2 separate regions of the Oryctolagus cuniculus genome follow, and region 1 is linked to region 2. The links are chromatin contacts, called in public Hi-C maps. All regions are on one chromosome and are shown on one strand. Each heading gives the region's core, a stretch centred on a gene start, on an enhancer-like site or on the middle of the called end of the contact. The rest is flanking DNA. Distances are from core to core; before and after follow the strand shown.

Region 1 (3,836 bases), core at 666-3,165, 130 kb after region 2:
AAAATAAACAGTCTCCTCAAATTTAAATGTATTTCCTCCTGATTCTGATCTGCTTAGGTGTGTCGGTAGGAAGATCTGATAACTCTATCAAATGTCCTCTTGAATGTGTTGATTAGCTTATACTTTTCCTTCTTAGCGGCTTGATCACAGAGGTCCTCATAGGGAATCACCCAGCATCCCTCAACTCGTGGACCCATGGATGTCTGCTCCGAAGGACCCACAACTGGAAGTCAGCTGCACATCTTCATCTCCACTGACCGCCATGATAGTCCATTGCTTTGACTTCCGGTGCCATCTACGCCAACCCCTGGTGTGCACACGGTTCACCAGACAGACTTATGAGCCTGGCCTCCTGGTTTCCACTCAGTCCTGCTCTCCCATGACACAGGAGCACCTTTTCCCCTTGGCTACCAAGTCCCAGGGCTACTGGGCCACCTACCCTCGGCAAATATCCTCAGCCCTGCCCCATGCACCCCAACAGGGCCTCCCTGTGCTCAGGTGACATCAAGGTGACAAGCGGCTTCCAAGATGGCTGCACAGAACCAGCGCAGCAGAGGATACCTGAAGTGCACCTACCGACCGGGCTTTGGAGTGGACTCCAGGGAGTGCCAGAGACGAAGTCTGGATGCTGAAGAACAAGCTTCCCATTTTACAGGTGGGAAGAGAGAAGAGAACCACCTGCCTTAAAGTCCTCAAGCCTCACTGTCCCACTGTTGCCAAGGGGTGAGGGGCACCTGTGGGAGCCTCATGGACCCCGTCACAGCTGACGCCCCAGGACCTTCCTCGGTTTGCCCAAGAATCCATTTCCCAGTTGGAAAGAAGCTGTCCAGCAAGGAACGCAACTCCCAAATCCTCTTGTGCACTTGGAGGTGAAATGGAGCATGCTGACCACTGGGAGGCTCTCATAGGGCTGTGCCCAGGCTGCCCAGCCACCTGTGTCCAGCCTTGACCCCTGCCACCACGGCTTATTTGCCCTCCTGGCCAGCGCTGGGCAGAGCTCCAGCAATGCAAACACTCCAGGCTCTCTCCCTCTGAGCAGATGCCCTCCCCTGCACAGGAACGTAGGAGACAAACACTGACCCCTGTCCAGGCTGAGGGGGACCCCTGGAATGGGGGTGCTATGGAAACTGCAGGATGCACCCACGAGTAAATGGGTTCAAAGATCAGATGGAGGACAGATCTGTGACAGCGCCTCCTGGACCACCAGGGAACAGCATCTGACAAGGCCCTTTCTGTGGAGGCCTCTTCTTTTGTTTTAAACTCTAAGAAAATTACTTTCGACCACTCAGCTTTCTGAAGTTACAAGGGGCTAGAGGTGACAAAATGTTCCGTATTCTACAAATGCAGCCTTGCAGGTTGTTTGTTCTGATGCCACAAAACCCCCTTGAAGATGACGAAATGCTGGGCAAAGAAGTCAGCAGCCATGGGGGCCCCAGATGTGCACTGTGAACCCCCAACAACAAAAGCACACCCCCACTGCACCCTAGAGAACTCCTGTGCCCCCTCTTCCTTCCTCCAGAGGATGAAAAGGAAGCCAATGCCAGTCAGCTCCAGGGTGTGCTCCTTCAGATCAACACCCAGACCCTTGGACACTACCGCCCCTTTGAGCCTTGTGCCCAGGAGCCCTGTGAACAGTCAGGCACAGGTGGGCATGGGGGTCCGAGCAGGTGCGTCTGCTTCCCTTGTCCATGCAGGCTGCAGCCTCTCAGGGTCGGGGTGAGTGCCCACACCTTCCTTGATCTCAGCGGCACCCAGCAACACGCACATTACTCAGGCAGAGCGCCTGAAACAGGAGCTCTGTGTGGACTGAAATTGCACAAACCCCATGGTGCCCTGCTGATGTGTCCCAAGGGAGGCTCACGGAAACACAGGGAGGTGCTCTGGTGCTGTCTCAAGGTGGACTGAACCTCCCGGTAACTACATTCCCAATCTCCTTTCACACCAGTCACCGCCCACACCTTCCCCACCCATGCACTGCTGAGTGGATTATAGCTGCGTGCTGCTGCAGCACGTGATAAACTAGTTTGCTTTGGCATTTCCTAATTAAAAATTGCTTTCATTCCTTCACTACTATAGCAATGTATGTTTGAGAAAGCAAAGATAAGCACATTTTAGAAAAAGCCTCCGTTCTCTCACCACACAGAGAGATCTGCTGGGGATGAGCTGTGGGCACTGATTTCCAGATCTCTCTCTGCCTTGGTAAATTCATCTTTTTTTTTTTTTTTTTTTTTTTTACAAATTATGACTCATATTGTCACAACTATTTGTAGCTCTCTTCTTCATTTAATAAGAAGAGGGTGAGGCCGGCGCCGCGGCTCACTAGGCTAATCCTCCGCCTAGCGGCGCCGGCACACCGGGTTCTAGTCCCGGTCGGGGCGCCGGATTCTGTCCCGGTTGCCCCTCTTCCAGGACAGCTCTCTGCTATGGCCAGGGAGTGCAGTGGAGGATGGCCCAGGTGCTTGGGCCCTGCACCCCATGGGAGACCAGGAAAAGCACCTGGCTCCTGGCTCCTGCCATCGGATCAGCGCGGTGCGCCGGCCGCAGCGCGCCAGCCGCAGCGGCCATTGGAGGGTGAACCAACGGCAAAGGAAGACCTTTCTCTCTGTCTCTCTCTCACTGTCCACTCTGCCTGCCAAAAAAAAAAAAAAAAAAATAAGAAGAGGGTGATATCCCAAACCAAATTCATGTTACAAGCATTCTCCTAGGATATTGTTTGAACTGCCATTTATTTTGCTACTATTTAACAACAGTTCAGTTCACTCTTTTCCTATCAGAAGCTTCCGTGTAGCTGGCTGTTTTCTCAAATGCCGTTTTTGGTCTGTCTGGTCCATGCTTTCAGTGGGCAACAGGCACAGAACAGGCTCAGGGGACACAGCAGTGAGCACAGCAGGCGGATCCCAGCCCCGTGAAACAGCGAGTCCTGGAGGCAAACCTTGAAAGAGTTAACTTCTAAGTAAAGGTGAAATTATAAACATGGATAGGCATCTTAGAGGAGGGAAGAGCAGACATGAGTGGGGGTAAAGACCATGGCTTGACACGAGACCTACCAGACAAGTCAGGGAGAGGAGGGAGGGCATCCCCCAGGCCCCTACTACAGAGAGGAGAAGGGAGAGGGGCGCGCAGGTGCGGATGCCAGCAGATGGGGCTGGGATCTTACTCGGAGGGCAGTGGGGAGCCCCGAAGTGCTTCCTACAGGAGAGGGACTTCCTGAGTTGGGCTTGAACGATTGCTTTGACATCAACGGGGGCTGGTGGTGGGAGTGGCACATGGTTACAACACGGACACGGTGATCTACAAGGTGACAGCGCTGATCATTGCAAAGCGTTCAGAAAACGCTGTAAAGAAAAGGAAAAGAGGGCACCCATATTCCATTACCTGAAGACCATTTCTATCAACGCATCGTTGCAGAGCTTCTTGGAGTTTTAGGGTCCGACATTTATACTTCAGTATACATGGACGGCCCATTATTTTGAGGACAAAATTAGATTGCAGCATAAGTGATAGCCTATACTGTTTTCTGTCCACAATATCATGAGTATATTTTGCATACTGGATAGATCAAAAAGTAGTACATTTGGAAGTTGTAATGTTAAGTTTAATAATTTAATTAATGTCTAGTAATAAAGATGTGGCTATAAAATTCATCTGGGCAGACCACAGTGATTAATGGGCTGTTGTTTCCTGTTTTGTATGAACAGGGCAGCGCTGTTTGGAGAATGCAGAATATGCACACACGCTAAATGGACTGTGCCAAGTCAGCAGCTGGGTGACGACCCCTTAGCTCAGGATGGCAATTTCCAGACCCTCCCTTAGATCTTTTTCCCATCCCCCACCTA
Region 2 (3,856 bases), core at 1,003-3,502:
GTCCTCACAGGGGCCAGGTCAGGCCACACTTTCTATCCACAGCTTGGATTCCCCAGCCCCAACTTTTGTTTCTAATTTTTAGGAAATGCCGTAGAGGCACAAGCTCAGGAAACCTTCAGCACGTATTCCCCTCACCACACCCCTCCGCAGACAGTTCAAGGCGGGTTCCCGACTCTAGGCCCTGAGACCATCACACAGGGGTCCTTCGCTAGGTTGGAACATCTTTGGGGCCTTTGGATAAAGCCGAGGCCCAGTCTCCCCCCAAAAGTTTCCAAGACCAGAGCCAACATTCTCCGTTGGACACCTGTCCTCATGAGAGCTGGGCTTGAGTCTGAAATGCATCTCGCACAGGCCACTTAAAAGCCATCCCAAGATAACCGGGGTCAGAATGCAGTCAGCGTCCACAAATAAAGCACAGCCCATGACTGCACTCTGAAGGCATCCGATTTGCTGGGGCCTCTGATTTCCAACAGTTGCATCAGCCACCGACACACTCTGGGAGCAGGCGCTTGGCAGGCCAAGGGCTCAGCAACACAGCACCACCTTTGCCCCAATGTCTAAAACCAAATTAATTTGACTGACAAAATCCGCAAGCATGGATATGCCAAAGCAGCACCAGATCGTGTGTGCCTTGAGTGCTGTCTGAATTCTATGTGACACTGGTGCTCAGGGAATGACAGGCATAGCTCAGGTGTCATCTCAACTGGGCCCCAGGTGCTCCTGGCTGGGTCCATTCTGCAGGTGGGAACAGAGGTCTACTAAAACCAGCAATGAGGAGTGGAGCCAGACTGGCCCAAGAGCTCACTCCCTTATTCACCTGTCCCACTGAACTTGACGAAGATCCTGCCACTCTGTTAGAAGAAAATCCTTGTTGCTATGGTAAGAATAAAAGGAATTCAAGAGGGGAAGCAACGTTAAGAAACTCCTGGTTCTCAGTCAAGTCGAGGTGGCAGCACAGAGCCTCAGTGCTCCTTGCTCCGCTTGGGGAGTTGTCGCTGCGTGGGTTTGCACTGGTGACACTGTTGCTTCTTACAGTTGCACAAGAGCCCTGAGGATGACAATGTGCTGAAGCACTTTCTGCCATGTCCGTGTGAGATTCAAACCAAGGCGGCAGGCGTGGGGCACAGCAGTCGAGGTGCTGCTGGGGCACCCGCATCTCACAGGGGAGTGAGTGCCTGACTCATGTCCTGGCTTCCCCATTTAGGGTCCAGCTTCCTGCTAATATGCACTCCGGGGAGCAGCAGGCGATGGCCCCAGTACTTGAGTTCCTGCCGTCCACATGGGAGATCCAAACTGAGTTCCAGGCTCCTGGCTTCAGCCTGACCCAGGCCTGGCTGTTTCAAGCATTTAGGAAGTGAACCAGTGAAAGGAAGCGCTCTCTCACTCTCTCTCGCTCTCTCTCTCTCCCATCTCTCCCTTTCAAATAAGATACATTTTAAAGTTTTAAAAACATTCAAACCAAGACATCAAAGACCAGAGCCGCTGTTCTGGTGTGAACCCTGGTGCAGGAGGTGTCTGCTCCTCTCCTGCCTCCAGACTGAGACCCCAAGAACATCCTCAAAAACAGGAGACCCCTGTGAGATCCCTGGCAGGAAACGTGACATAAAGGCAGAGAAGGGCATGTGATCGCCCCCAAACTCAGGCCTCACGGGATTCCTGCCGCTCTGTGCCCTTGGGGTTAAAACGCCTGCCGCTCAGGTGTTCTCAGCAGATAGACCCCGAGGAAGAGGGGGTTCTAGAATCAGGGAGCAACGCCAGGATGTGGACCACGGCCACTAGGGGGAGCCCTGGGTACAGGCGTCGGCAGGTTTTCAGGTTGCCAGAATGTCCGAGGGACAAATCCTGCCCTGGTCCAACAGTCACAGCCACAGTCACAGGTCCACCGGCATCAGCACTGCCTGGGTGTCACCTTTGCATGTAGTTGAGAAGGACATATCCACAGAGCCCCTGGCTCCTCCCAGGACCCGCGTCCTGGTGCCAGGCTGCACCCAGAGCCACATGTGGTCCACACCAAGGCAGGAGACGCCAGCCCACAGAGCCACCAGGACTGCTCTGTGAGAAGGTGAGGGAAGGTTTTTCTGGAACAGTGCAAAGCGGTGTTCACACCGGTGAGTGTGAGCTGCGTGGTTCAGACGCCGCTGGGCACAGCTCTGAATGCGCCGGGTCCTGGGTAAGGCAAGCAGCAGCAACCCCGGGGAGGCTTCCAGCTACGCTCCCTCGGCAGCGCCTGTGCCCCCAGCAGCAGTCCAGGGTGGGTCACAGCATGAGGGACTGACAGCTGCACACAGGACCCAGGGGTCACACAGTTCAGCGCCTCTGGCCACTGTCCTCACTCATGCCGCTTCCGGGAAAAGTGCTGACACGATTTCCCAAGCCTTAATGATCCATTATGGCCATCTCTGCAGTGGAAGAAAAGCCGAAGGTAAACTCAGAGCCCTATCGACAATATTGACCTGTTATGGCCCCGAACAGGTTCCCCTTCCATCCACCCATGTGACCCCATGCCCACCCCTACCCCAAGAGAGACACCAATGCTCTGTGTCCTTGACAGACAGCACCAAATTCTGGAGCAGGCAGCTTCTTCCCCAGCTGGTTTAGGGGAGACACGTGACCATGAGGCCCTAACAATAATTTTGGGTAAAAACATCCCTGTTTGTCTTGAGTGTTTTCTAAATGAGGCACAAGTGTAATTGCAGAGGCTAAACAGCCATGTTCTAAATATGGGTCTGTGTGCACACACGTGGGGCAGCACAGGCACACAGCAGGCAGACAGGCTGGCTGTGCGTCCCTTCCCCCTCCCTCTGCAGGAATTTGGCTGGAGATGAAGGTCTGATCTTTGAGCAATAACATTCTCCGAGTCCAACTGAGCATGGCCGAGCAAACACACACCTTGGCTTCTGAGCTTGCCATAGGCTGGCATAGCCTGCGGCAAAGGATTAACCTCTTGTTGCCTCCGGTCCACCCCACCCCTGCAAAAGATCACCCAGATTTTCAACCCACAAAAACACCTCAGCCCCCAGTGGCCACAGCACATAGCACAGCAAGGTGAGTGTCTCCCCGAGGTTTCGGTCTCTCAGGGTCACTGCTGTTGCATCCCAAGCACGCTCTCAGCCTTCAGAGTTGCATGAAAACTGTGTTCCTTTAACATGCACAAAGTGTGTGAACAGACGGACTCCAGCTTGTGGGGCTCGTGCAAGGTCAAGGTAGCAAATATTCTGAGTGGTCATTCGGGAGACGTCCTGGTGTCCCGCTTCTGGCCACTAATGATCCTGTCCCAGCCCAACAGCAAAGCTTCCATCCCAGCCCCATTTAGGGTCCCATTTGTTGCCCACGGCCTCAATAATTTGTGACTGAGTGGCCCTGGCCCTGCCACCCTGAAAACAACTCCGCAGACAGCAAAGGCAGGGGCTGCTCTCTCCTGAGCTACATCTCCCAGGCTGAGTGCTCTACAAGATTTGGCTGAAAGTCCCAAGACGGACATCCTTACCCAGGGTTGAAACAAGGGAGACTCAAAACCGTTTATTTTAGGGGAAATCAATGCTCGAGGAGAGAAGTTTCCAGAGTGGCCGAGTAGTGAGCCGTATTTAGGGAGCACAGGCCATCTGTGGCATCTGAAGGCAGCAGGGACCAGCTCGTAGGAGATGGGGTCATGGCAGCGCTCTGAAAATGCAAATCCAGGCCCGAAGTTCACCAGCTTACTGCCAGCTCGTGGGTCAGGCCAGAGAACCATCCACGTCTGTGGTCCCTTTTGAGTCCTCAGCCTTCTTCCTTCGTAGAACCTCACCTTTGAGGCCGTCAGTGTCCAAACCACAGAGGACGCGGGCATGGAATGGACATAGGCTCCCTACCCAGGGAG

The links. Hi-C and Micro-C count contacts between places; a contact is called where the count stands out from the background.
Region 1: a Hi-C map of liver shows a contact between it and region 2, with 6 times the contacts expected there. The contact joins two enhancer-like sites. A contact is called at or near these places in 4 of 6 Hi-C or Micro-C datasets (ear pinna, liver, psoas muscle and 1 more).

What each region holds. Positions count from the first base shown.
Region 1 is chr5:4,748,741-4,752,576 of mOryCun1.1, forward strand. All of the region lies in intron 2 of LOC127492930 (a long non-coding RNA gene), which reads right to left. Among named protein-coding and RNA genes, the nearest start is that of QKI, 580 kb to the right of the region's middle. Within about 2 kb of position 1,916, at least 1 of the 8 cell types and tissues checked has an H3K27ac peak or open chromatin away from gene starts, as enhancers often do.
Region 2 is chr5:4,617,474-4,621,329 of mOryCun1.1, forward strand. No RefSeq gene overlaps it. Among named protein-coding and RNA genes, the nearest start is that of QKI, 710 kb to the right of the region's middle. Within about 2 kb of position 2,253, at least 1 of the 8 cell types and tissues checked has an H3K27ac peak or open chromatin away from gene starts, as enhancers often do.